Linked DNA regions of Sus scrofa: region 2 is linked to region 1. Evidence: chromatin contacts called from public HiChIP or PLAC-seq data. All regions are on one chromosome and are shown on one strand. The core of a region is the stretch at or near the end of the contact, and the rest is flanking DNA. Distances in the headings are between cores, read along the strand shown.

Region 1 (5,105 bases), core at 1,074-3,573:
AAAGAAAGAAAGAAAGAACAGAACAAAATGAACTCAGATCATAAGCTAAGCTGATTTCTTTCTAAACCACAGGATTCATTTTCTGAAACTGCTGTCTTTTCCTTCAAAAACCTCAGCGGTTCTCAGGCTTGTCAGCCAGCTCCGTCACTTTTGTATGAGGTCTGGGAAAGAAGGAAGCCTTTTAAAGCAGACCTGGAATAAGCAATGACAGGGCACAGGAGTGGCTGAAGAGACCATCTGCCTGAACCCCCTGGGAGGCCAAAGCTGCTCCCCTTCCATCATCTCCTAACATCCAGAACCCTGAATATTAAAATGAATCTGAATGAATAAATCTGAATGAATAAAACGCTGTTGCCAATCAACACATTGACAATTTTTTTTTTTTTTTTTTTGGTCTTTTTGCCTTTTTCTAGGCTGTGCCCACGGCATATGGAGTTTCCCAGGCTAGGGGTCAAATTGGAGCTGCTGCTGCTGGCCACAGCCACAGCCACAGCAACACTGGAGCTGAGCTGCGTCTGCGACCTACACCAAAGTTCACAGCAACACCGGATCCTTAACCCACTGAGTGAGGCCAGGGATCAAACCTGCAACCTCATGGTTCCTAGTCAGATTCATTAACCACTGAGCCATGACGAGAACTCGAATAATTTTTTTTTTTTTTTTTTTTTTTTGTCTTTTGTCTTTTTAGGGCCGCACCCACAGCATATGGAGGTTCCCAGGCTAGGGGTCTAATCGGAGCTGTAGCCACCAGCCTACGCCAGAGCCACAGCAACACCAGATCTGAGCTGCGTGTGCGACCTACACCACAGCTCATGGCAACGCCGGATCCTCAACCCGTTGAGCAAGGCCAGGGATTGAACCGGCAACCTCATGGTTCCTAGTCAGCTTCATTTCCGCTGTGCCACGTCAGGAACTCCCTCGATAATTATTTTTCAAGTGACTGCTATATGCATCAATCCTTCATATTTACAACCCCAACAATCATACTGGCCTTATTTTTTTGTGGGGTTTTTTGGTCATGCCCACAGTCTGTGGAAGTTCCTGAGTCAGGGATTGAACCTGTACCACAGCATCCACCTGAGCCACTGCAGTGACAATACCAGATCCTTCACGCACTGAGCCGCCAAGGAACTCCTGGTCTTAGTTTTTAAAATCAGAGAAAGGTGTGCCACTGGGATTTAAGGACAGCATTTCTATAAAAGGAGATCATCCCAAAACCCTAGAGATTAAGAACAGTAGTCAGGATAGGTTCGAGTTCTGATCCTACCATTTACTAGCTGTGTAGGCTTTAAATTCCCTAAGTTCCTACGTCCTCATATGTAAAAAGGAGATAATAAATATTACCTACTTTGTAGGGTGGGACAAGAAGTAATTGAAATAAATTATGGGAAGAGCATAGCAAAGTGTCTGGCACGTAGTAAATGCTCAATAGATTCAGTTATTATTAATAGTGATGCTGCATTAATAATACATAAGTGAAATGTCCCATGTTTACCCTCATCTAGAGAAACCACAGTGGCCTTGGGCATCATATACTTTCTCAACTTCTCCTGGGTTCCTGAAGCAGAGGTAAAGCGGGAGAAAATGCCTTTATGTTTCAGTCACTAAAAGTAATAGTAAATTTCCTTGAAATACCTAAAACTATAGTTTAATATAACAATAGCTGTCTTCAAAGAGACAAAGCATATAAGAATTTATTTATTTATTTATTTTGTCTTTTTTGTCTTTTTAGGGCCGCCCGCATCGCATATGGAGGTTCCCAGGCTAGGGGTCTAATTGGAGCTGTAGCTGCCAGCCTACACCACAGTCACAGCAAAGCCAGATCTGAGCCACATCTGCGACCTACACCATAGCTCAAGGCAATGCTGGATCCTTAACCCACTGAGCAAGGCCAGGGACTGAACCTGCAAGCTCAAGGTTTCTAGTCAGATTCGTTTCCACTGTGCCACGACGGGAACTCCAGCATAAAAGAATTTAAACAACTGAAAAAATTAAGAAGTATTTTAACTTAAAAGAGAAAGAATGATTTTGGCCCTTTGTTGATGACATGGGTGAGTTTGAACGCTTACCCTTGGCTGGCATGGACACTCTGGCTCTAGCCAATGAGAGAGGTAATGAACCACGTAGAAAGATGAGAATAAGGACTGTTCTGCGCTGAGGCCCCATGTGGCCTAAAACAGCCCAGGACTCAGCAATGCTTCAGCTGAAAGCATCTATTCTTCTGTCATCCCCACTCCCCGGAAATCAGATGGTGTTATCAACCCGCGGGGCCAAGGCAGATGAAAGACAGTGACTCATGCTAAGTGGAGACAAGGCCCTGATGAAACAGCAGTCTTAGTCTTTACTTGAACATTCAGATCTATGTTGAGATGATGTCCATAGACTCCCTTGGGTCAAAGGGTGGCCCAAAAGGCCCCAGAGAATTTGTATTCAGGTTCGTATCTGCCCTAGCTCCTAATAAAAGTCCATATGGTATGGACTCTAACCACCAGAGGGTCCCTAATCGAATGTGCTTATATTACAGAAGCGAAAGCAGATTTAATCTGCCCCCAGTCAGGCAGAAATAGACAGACGCAGAAGTGTGGAATTGCTTTACCAAGTCTGGCTCCAAATTGTGAAACATCCCAGCCTGAGGCGTAGCCCAAGCAACCCTTGGAGCAAGCTTGCCAAGCTGGCTGGCGAGATCCAGAAGATGGAGGTGACACAAGTAGACAGGCAAATTTTGTCTACCCAGACATGAAGACAGCAGGTAGAGAGACGCAGCCAGCCACTCAGGTACAGTGAGAAGCCATTTGAATTGGAAAAAATAAAAAAAAGGTATCATGCAAATCGTAACTAAATTATTAGAGGGAAGACACAGCAGAACAGGAAATGTGTATGCAGATTAATGGAGTCCCTGCACTTATCAGAAAGTGTTTCTTTCTTTTTTTTTTTTTTTGCTTTTTAGGGCTGTACCCGCAGCACGTGGAGGTTCCCAGGCTAGGGGTCTAGTCAGAGCTACAGCTGCCGGCCTACACTACAGCCATGGCCACACCAGGTCCGAGCCTTGCCTGTGACCTACACACTCACGGGAGTGCTGGATCCACTGAGCGAGGCCAGGGATCAAACCCACAACCTCAAGGTTCCTAGTTGGATTCGTCCCCACTCCACCATGATAGGAACTCCTCTTTCTTTCTTTCTTTCTTTTTTTTTTTTTAATGATTTTTATTTTTTCCATTGTAGTAGAAAGGGTTTCAACAAACCTGATAAAGACCAAGGCAATCACAGTAGGAGAAGAGATAGATTTAGGATTAATCTCCTGCTGTTTCCTACAGCGATTTATAAGGGAAATGCTTCTGATGAGAGCCTAGCTGGGAATTAGCTCCCAGATGATTAGAACTAGATTTTTTTTTTTTTTTTTTTTTTTTGGTAAAGAAAAAGAAAAGTGGGGTTCCTATCATGGCTCAGTGGAAATGAATCTGACTAGTATCCATGAGGGCGCAGGTTCAATCCCTGGCCTCGCTCAGCGGGTTAAGGATCTGGCATTGCCATGAGCTGTGGTGTAGGTCACAGATGTGACTCGGAGCCCGAATTGCTGTGGCTGTGGTATAGGCCAGTGGCTATAGCTCTGATTAGACCCCTTGCCTGGGAACATCCATATGCTGTGGGTGTGGCCCTAAAAACCAAAAAAAAAAAAAAAAAAAGAGAGAGAGAGAGAAGAAGAAGAAAAGTGATTCCCAAACCTGGCCATGAATCAGAATCATTTAGGAATCTTTATAAATTTCCAAAGCCCAGAGCATCCCGCAGCTCCGTGATGTCGCTAATGCCTGGTACACAGGCATTAGTATTTGCTGAAGCTCCCCTTGAATCTAAGGTGCAGACAAGTTTGTGAACCACTGTCTAATGAACTGAATCAGTGCACTGGGGCAATGTGTTAGGAAACGGCATGTGAGGTTAAAGGAAAATAAATACAGTCATTAAGAAATGGCAAGAAATTAGCCTGCCTTAAAACAGCACAGGATGTATGTCTCTCACTTCCTTTACCTGTAATTTTAAAAACTGTGTGTCAGTGTCCAAGAGAAATAGATGTAGAGACAGAGCCACATGAAAAAAAGAAAGAAAAGGGGTTCAAGATGGGGACGTCAGAGAAGCCTGAACTCACCTCCTCCCATGAACATACTGAACGTACAGATACATATGGAACAACTTCCTCTGAAAAAAGCCTCAGAACTGGCTGAGTGACTCCTACGCATCTGGCAAGCGAGAAGAGGCCCACATCGGAGCTGGTGTCACTGCAGCAGGAAAATGCCTAGGGTGTTTCACCTCTAAAGATGAGCAAGATTTTCCCTGGTTACGACAACACTGTGGACCAAGAAAGGGAGCTGTGTGGATCAGACACAAGCACAATCTTGCCTAGATGTAATCTCTCCAAGTTCAACATTGTCCAGCTCTTCGAAATGGGAAACGAACCTGTTTGCCCCATTTGATGTCGTGTCATCATGTGCCTCTTAGCACAAACTCGGGAGCTGGCTGACAGATGTGATTTTGGGTGAGGAACATTCCAGACACCACAGACATTCTCTTCATCCCCAGGCCGCCAAGAATAAGAATCAACCTAATATATAATCATCCCTGCAGAAAGAACAGGGCAAGATTTTTGAATTGATAAGTTCTATATATATATTTTATATATATATATATTTGTCTTTTTGCCATTTCTTGGGCCACTCCCGCAGCATATGGAGATTCCCAGGCTAGGGGTCGAATCGGAGCTGTAGCCACCAGCCTACACCACACCCACAACAACTCGGGATCTGAGCTGCATCTGCAACCCACACCACAGCTCACGGCAATGCCAGATCCTTAACCCACTGAGCAAGGCCAGGGATCCAACCCGCAACCTCATGGTTCCTAGTTGGATTCATTAACAGGAAATCTGCCACGGAACTTACCGGATTTGCGCCACGATGGGAAATCCGATAAGGTCTATCTTTTCCCGAGGTTCAAGCCCATGATTTTGGAGCTTCCAGGAAATGTGTTTTCTACTATGTATGGAGGGCATGGCTGTCAATCAAGTCCAAGACACACACAGAGAGAACATCTTTAATTTCACTGTCTTCCCCGTA
Region 2 (5,105 bases), core at 1,813-4,312, 180 kb before region 1:
ATCAAACCTGTGTCCTCATGAATGCTAATCAGATTCGTTTGCACTGAGCCATGACAGGAACTCCTTATTTTTTAAATTTATTTTTATTCTTCATTTTATGACCATAGTGTGCTGGGCTTGATGTGGGGTCTTAGGTCCCAGACCAGGGATTGAACCTGGGCCACAGTGGTGAAAGCACCTGATCATAACCACTAGACCACTGGGGAACTCCTATCTGAAATCTTGATCTAAGGCATAAAAAATAGGTGCTACAACAAACTGAATCCTTGGGGCCTTGTTTCATTAGCCAGAGGAGAAGTTAGTGCTGGTGCTTGGCAACTGAAAGGACACCAAGGCTCAGCTCGAGTGAGGCTGGGTGGGTGGTGAGCCTCTGGGCCTTGGCATCCTGCAGATTAACAGACTGACCTCCAAGGCCAAGGGCAGGCATCCAGTGATTTGAATCTTGACTTGGCCATTCACAACCTGTCTAGCCTGGGCACGTTCCTTACCTCCCTGATCCTCAGCTTTCTCATCGGTAAAATGGAGCAAATAGGGTCTCTCCTGAATCAGGTCTCTCTTGCAGTGATGGGGTGGCTGGCATAAGGAAATGAATGTGAAAATGCCTGGTACATTGTGGATGTTCAGTGCGTATTCATTTCATCCTGTTAAATACTTGGTTCTGACTCAGTCATTTTATTTGTCTTTTGTCTTTTTAGGATTGCATCTGCGGCACATGGAGGTTCCCAGGCCAGGGGTCTAATTGGAGCTACAGCTGCCGGCCTACACCACAACCACAGCAACACCAGATCCAAGCCGCGTCTGCGACCTACACCATAGCTCATGGCAACGCCAGATCCTTAGCCCACTGAATGAGGCCAGGGACCAAACCTCATTCCTAGTCGGATTTGTTTCCGCTGCGCCACGACAGGAACTCCATGACTCAGTCATTTTAGAAAACATTTGGGTTCAGGTCTGGTTGGGAGGAAAATTGGTTTGAGGATGCCATTTGATTTAAAAAAAAAAAAAAAAAAAAAAAAAGCTTCCTGGGCTTGATTCCATTTGGGACTTGGCGGATGAGCACAGGTTGTTCTAGCTTCTGGCACCCGGTTTGCTCTAACATGAGGCCCTGCTGTGCTGCAAAGGAAAAGGGTCAGTTAGCGCTGCCAGCTCAGGTCACTGGGGACAGTAGAGGTGGGAGAGCCTTGTGCCCTCACTGGTGGGATGATTTCTGCTTCAGGAGCCCAAGGCACAGGGGAGCAGGGCCTGGCATGGGGCTGGCCAGGGACCCTGGGAGGGTGGGACACATCACAGCATGTTATTTCTTGGCTCTGTAGACTGGCAGCTGGAGATCTGGTGATAATTATGTCTGCTGGTGGGGGACAAGTGACAGCACGGGCAGGCTCTGACAGCATCCTCCAGGGAGGGGCAAGCCCCATGCCAGATGCCGCCAGGAGGCTTCTTCCTGGGGTGATGGTTGTTGGGGGGTGAGTGGCAGACCCTGAGGCTGGTTCTTGACCAGATCAGAGGCAGTCTCCAAGGACAGGGCTGAGCAGAGCCCTGGACACATGTCCAAGGGGCTTGTTCTCCGCAGAGAAGCAGCATCTGGTGCCTGAATGAGAAAGCCCAGCCTTATGTTTTGCTTTGGTGCTTCCCTAGGCAGAGCCATCCCAGGCCTCTGGTGGCATGAACGGAGGCACTTAGAGGCAAGGGAAGAGCCAGAGTGAAGTCAGAATGTCTGTGTTCTAGTCAGGGTCCTGAACCCCCTGTTTGTATGCCTCAGGGAGCCTCCCTGGTCTGTCTGGGCCTCGGTTTTCTCATCTATAAAATCGGACAATAGAACAGGAGCTGGTCGTTGTATTATGAGATACCACTTAGAAAGTGCTCCGCAAGTTGGTTCCCTCCTCCTACCCTGTTTGTTTGCAGGATCAGAGAGGAGAGACGAGGCTGGGCAAAGTGAAGGTCAGTGCCGTCCAGGGCCCTGCAGCCAGCGTTGTCAGAAATGGGGCTGGCAGAGGAGGCCCAGGAGGCTGCAGGTACTCAGGGCAGCGGAAGCTGCCCTGGACTGGCCGCCGGAGGGTTCAGTCTTAATTCCTGGGGACCTTGCACAAGTGTGTTCATCCCCTGGGGCTCGGTTTCCCCATCTGCAAAAGGGGCATCCGTGATTTCATCCCGCCCCTCTGTGGGGTTACTGTGAGGCCAGACGAGATGCCGGCCGTGGTAACTCAGCTCCTAAAACGCATGGCACACGCATAAGGAATGGCTATTTGAGCCAGAACCACCCTGCCTGAGGAGTTTCACATGGGCTGGCCGGCTTTAGGGAATGGAGGTGTTCCTTGTGGGTGTTTTCTCGAGGCCCCATGTTTGCTTCATGGATGGAGAGGCCCAAAGACAATGGGTCATGCTGAATCGTGGGGGGATGAGGTGGAGCATGTTTGGCTTTTCTTTGGCTTTTCCTTTCCTGGCTGGCCAGAGGCCTGGGGCAAATGTCCCTCAGTATGGGGAGGCTGCCCCTGGGAGGACAGCAGAGAGCCCAAGACTAGGGACAGGGACAGCTGCTGAGCCCTGCTTGGGATTAAGTGCACCCCCAGTGGTAGGAGTGGGGGGTTTTGCAGGGGAAAGTGTAGGACGACAACCTGCCCTCCTTCCAAGGCGAGTCAGGAGTCTGGTGTTAAGAACATGTAGTGTCTGTGTAATTTATGTCTGTCACTGCACTTGATCTGGAAGATTTCCTTGTGAAGACACTGCAGTGGTGGAAGAGAAAGAGTGTGGCTGAGACTGGTTCAAGGCAGGCTGCTGATGGGGCTAGAGGTATTAAGCAGCCTAAGCGGGGTGAGCCCAGCAGAGGAGGGAGGGGCACAGCCAGGGCGCCCTGGGCAGGGGCTTGAAGCCCCCAGAGAGACTGAAGGCTGCTCTGGCTCCTGAGCTGCACATGAATTCCTACCGCGTGGACGGCCCCCTTGCTTTTTTCTGCCCCTTCTCCCCCTCCACCCCGTTGCCATGGCTACATACACACCCGCTGCCCAGCTGCCCTGCAAACGCTGAAGTGGTTCACCGCAGCCCTGCCCCAAAACCATGGCAACCTCTCAGCAAACTTCTGCTTTTGGTTGTCCTTTGGGGACCCGCGCTTTCCTCTTGGCACAAGTGCCAAGTCCCAAGGACCCTTGAGAAGGTGCCTTCCCCACTGTCTGCCTGTTGGGGGAGGGGCTGTCCCCAGGCGGAGGAGATGCTCCTGGGATCCCCACTTCTGTGACCCAGTGCTTGCCCAGCCCCGTGCTGGAAATCCACGCCTCCCTCCCACCAGGCACGCATATTCAGAGACACTGTTCTGGGTCAAGGTCAAGGTCTAGGGCAACAGGAGGAAGTTGCCACACCAGGCCCAGAAATCTTTCTCTCTCTCGAATGTCACTTGTAAGTGCCCTGTGTGGGCCTCTGCTGGGGCTGGGAGGCGAGAGTTGAGTGAGATGCATCCTTGCCCTGAGGACTGATGCCAGTGGGGTCCAGGGTTCAGGGTGGGGGGAGGATGAGGGGGGCGCCCAGCCTCCCCTGACAAGATGAGTCAGGGTCAGTGGCAGAAGGAAGGGGTCCCCGAGTTGAGTTGAAGGAGCCAGAAGGCATCCACGTTGACAAAGGGAACAAAGACAGGCCTTGGTGAGGAGCGGGAGCCACAGGAAAGGACTTGGTACCTGCTGGAGAGAAGCTGGCCCGGTGGGCAGGGCCTGGAGCTCAGACTGCCCTGGTGGGGGTGGTGGGGGCTGCTGCACTTGGAGGACAGACCAACCAGAGCTCACTGCCCACCATCCCCTGCATGAGACTAGGCTGCATGGCTGGGTCCCCAGTCCTGGAGGTGCCTGGCAGGGGGCCTACCCCTGTGGGCTGCCTGCCCTGCCCCCTTTCCCCCCAGCCCAGAGGTCTAGGTCAGATTCCGTTCATACGTGTCCTAGGTACTGCTGCTGCTGCCAGTTCCATAGCTCCTCTCTGAGGGCAGGGACAGTCTCCCATCCTCCCCCCGCCACTGCCTGGTGGGACCAGAGCTGGGAAGAAGTTGCCGGAGGTGGAGGAGCAGGGAGGTACATGGCCTGGCACAGAGCGAGTTTTGTGTTCTTCGGTGAGATAGCTCCTGCCAAGGCTCTCCTTAGAATTTCTTCTCTCTTCCTGTTGGTGCCCGTGTGGGTGGATTTCATCAGGAAGGAGGGGGATTTCTCTGGCACTTTCCCTCTCTGTACCTCTCCATTAACCCTTTGGAGCCTGACCAGCTCCTACTTACCAGGCTGGCACCAGTGCCCTTCTGGGCATCACCTGGCATCCCCGGCACCATTTCCTGGGGCAGGTCCCAGGTCCATTGGGGCGATGGGCAGCCCTTGCCTATTGTGTCTGGCAGGGCAGCCACCAGGAACCCCAACCACTGGGCTGAAATGACCCAGAGGGTGAGTCACATCCTTGGGTCTTATAGGCATTTTGGCTTCTAGAAGCCTCTCTGGGAGTGTACTTCAGGCCTGCAGGACAGGACCTACAGTCCAAAGGCCTCTGAAGCCATCACCCTCGGGAGCCTTGGCCCCTGACCTGGAGAAGGGGATAGTGCTCTTGTCCAGAGGGCGGTTGGAAGGACCACCTGTGGACGTGTTTGAATCTGACCAGCGGGCTCTGGGTTTTAAGTGTCAGCAGTTCCTTTTTATTCCTTCAAGAGGGCCGAGTCCTTGGATCTGAGGTCTTTAATGGGGAAGTAAAGGAAGCCGAATCCCAACTCAATGGAAGGGGTTCAGCCCCTTCTGCAGAGGGAAGGGGATGCTGGGAAGAGACCCTTTTGGCAGAGGGGAGAAGAGGCAGGAGAGGGAAGATGCTGGGAGCAGCCAGAGGGTGGGTCTGGCTAGAACCCCGCTTTGCCTCTGCTGAGGCATGGCCCTCAGAGTGGGGGGAGGGGGAGTGTGTGTGTGTGGGGTGTGTGTGTGGGTGCGCATGTGTGTGCGCACGCGCATGCACAGGTGCAGGAGACATGGACTCAGAGCATCCCTGGCCTGACCCCCGCCTTTGGGGAGCCCCGTGACTCCTGTTTAGCTACCCCTGAGCCTGAGTGCTGTCCCCAGGGTGTGAGTGTACAGGAGGGGGTGGGACCACAGCCCACAGAACAG

The links. HiChIP or PLAC-seq counts read pairs in DNA pulled down with a chosen protein or histone mark.
Region 2: an H3K27ac HiChIP or PLAC-seq map of alveolar macrophages shows a contact between it and region 1. The contact joins two enhancer-like sites. A contact is called at or near these places in 2 of 2 datasets of contacts at active chromatin or transcription factors (alveolar macrophages and skeletal muscle).

What each region holds. Positions count from the first base shown.
Region 1 is chr3:93,345,774-93,350,878 of Sscrofa11.1, reverse strand. The region is part of intron 2 of LOC110260018; the gene reads right to left. Among named protein-coding and RNA genes, the nearest start is that of CALM2, 23 kb to the left of the region's middle. Within about 2 kb of position 2,323, at least 5 of the 83 cell types and tissues checked have an H3K27ac peak or open chromatin away from gene starts, as enhancers often do. A contact at or near this core is called in alveolar macrophages, where this site is marked.
Region 2 is chr3:93,525,353-93,530,457 of Sscrofa11.1, reverse strand. The region is part of intron 8 of TTC7A (tetratricopeptide repeat protein 7A); the gene reads left to right. Among named protein-coding and RNA genes, the nearest start is that of TTC7A, 64 kb to the left of the region's middle. Within about 2 kb of position 3,062, at least 24 of the 83 cell types and tissues checked have an H3K27ac peak or open chromatin away from gene starts, as enhancers often do. A contact at or near this core is called in alveolar macrophages, where this site is marked.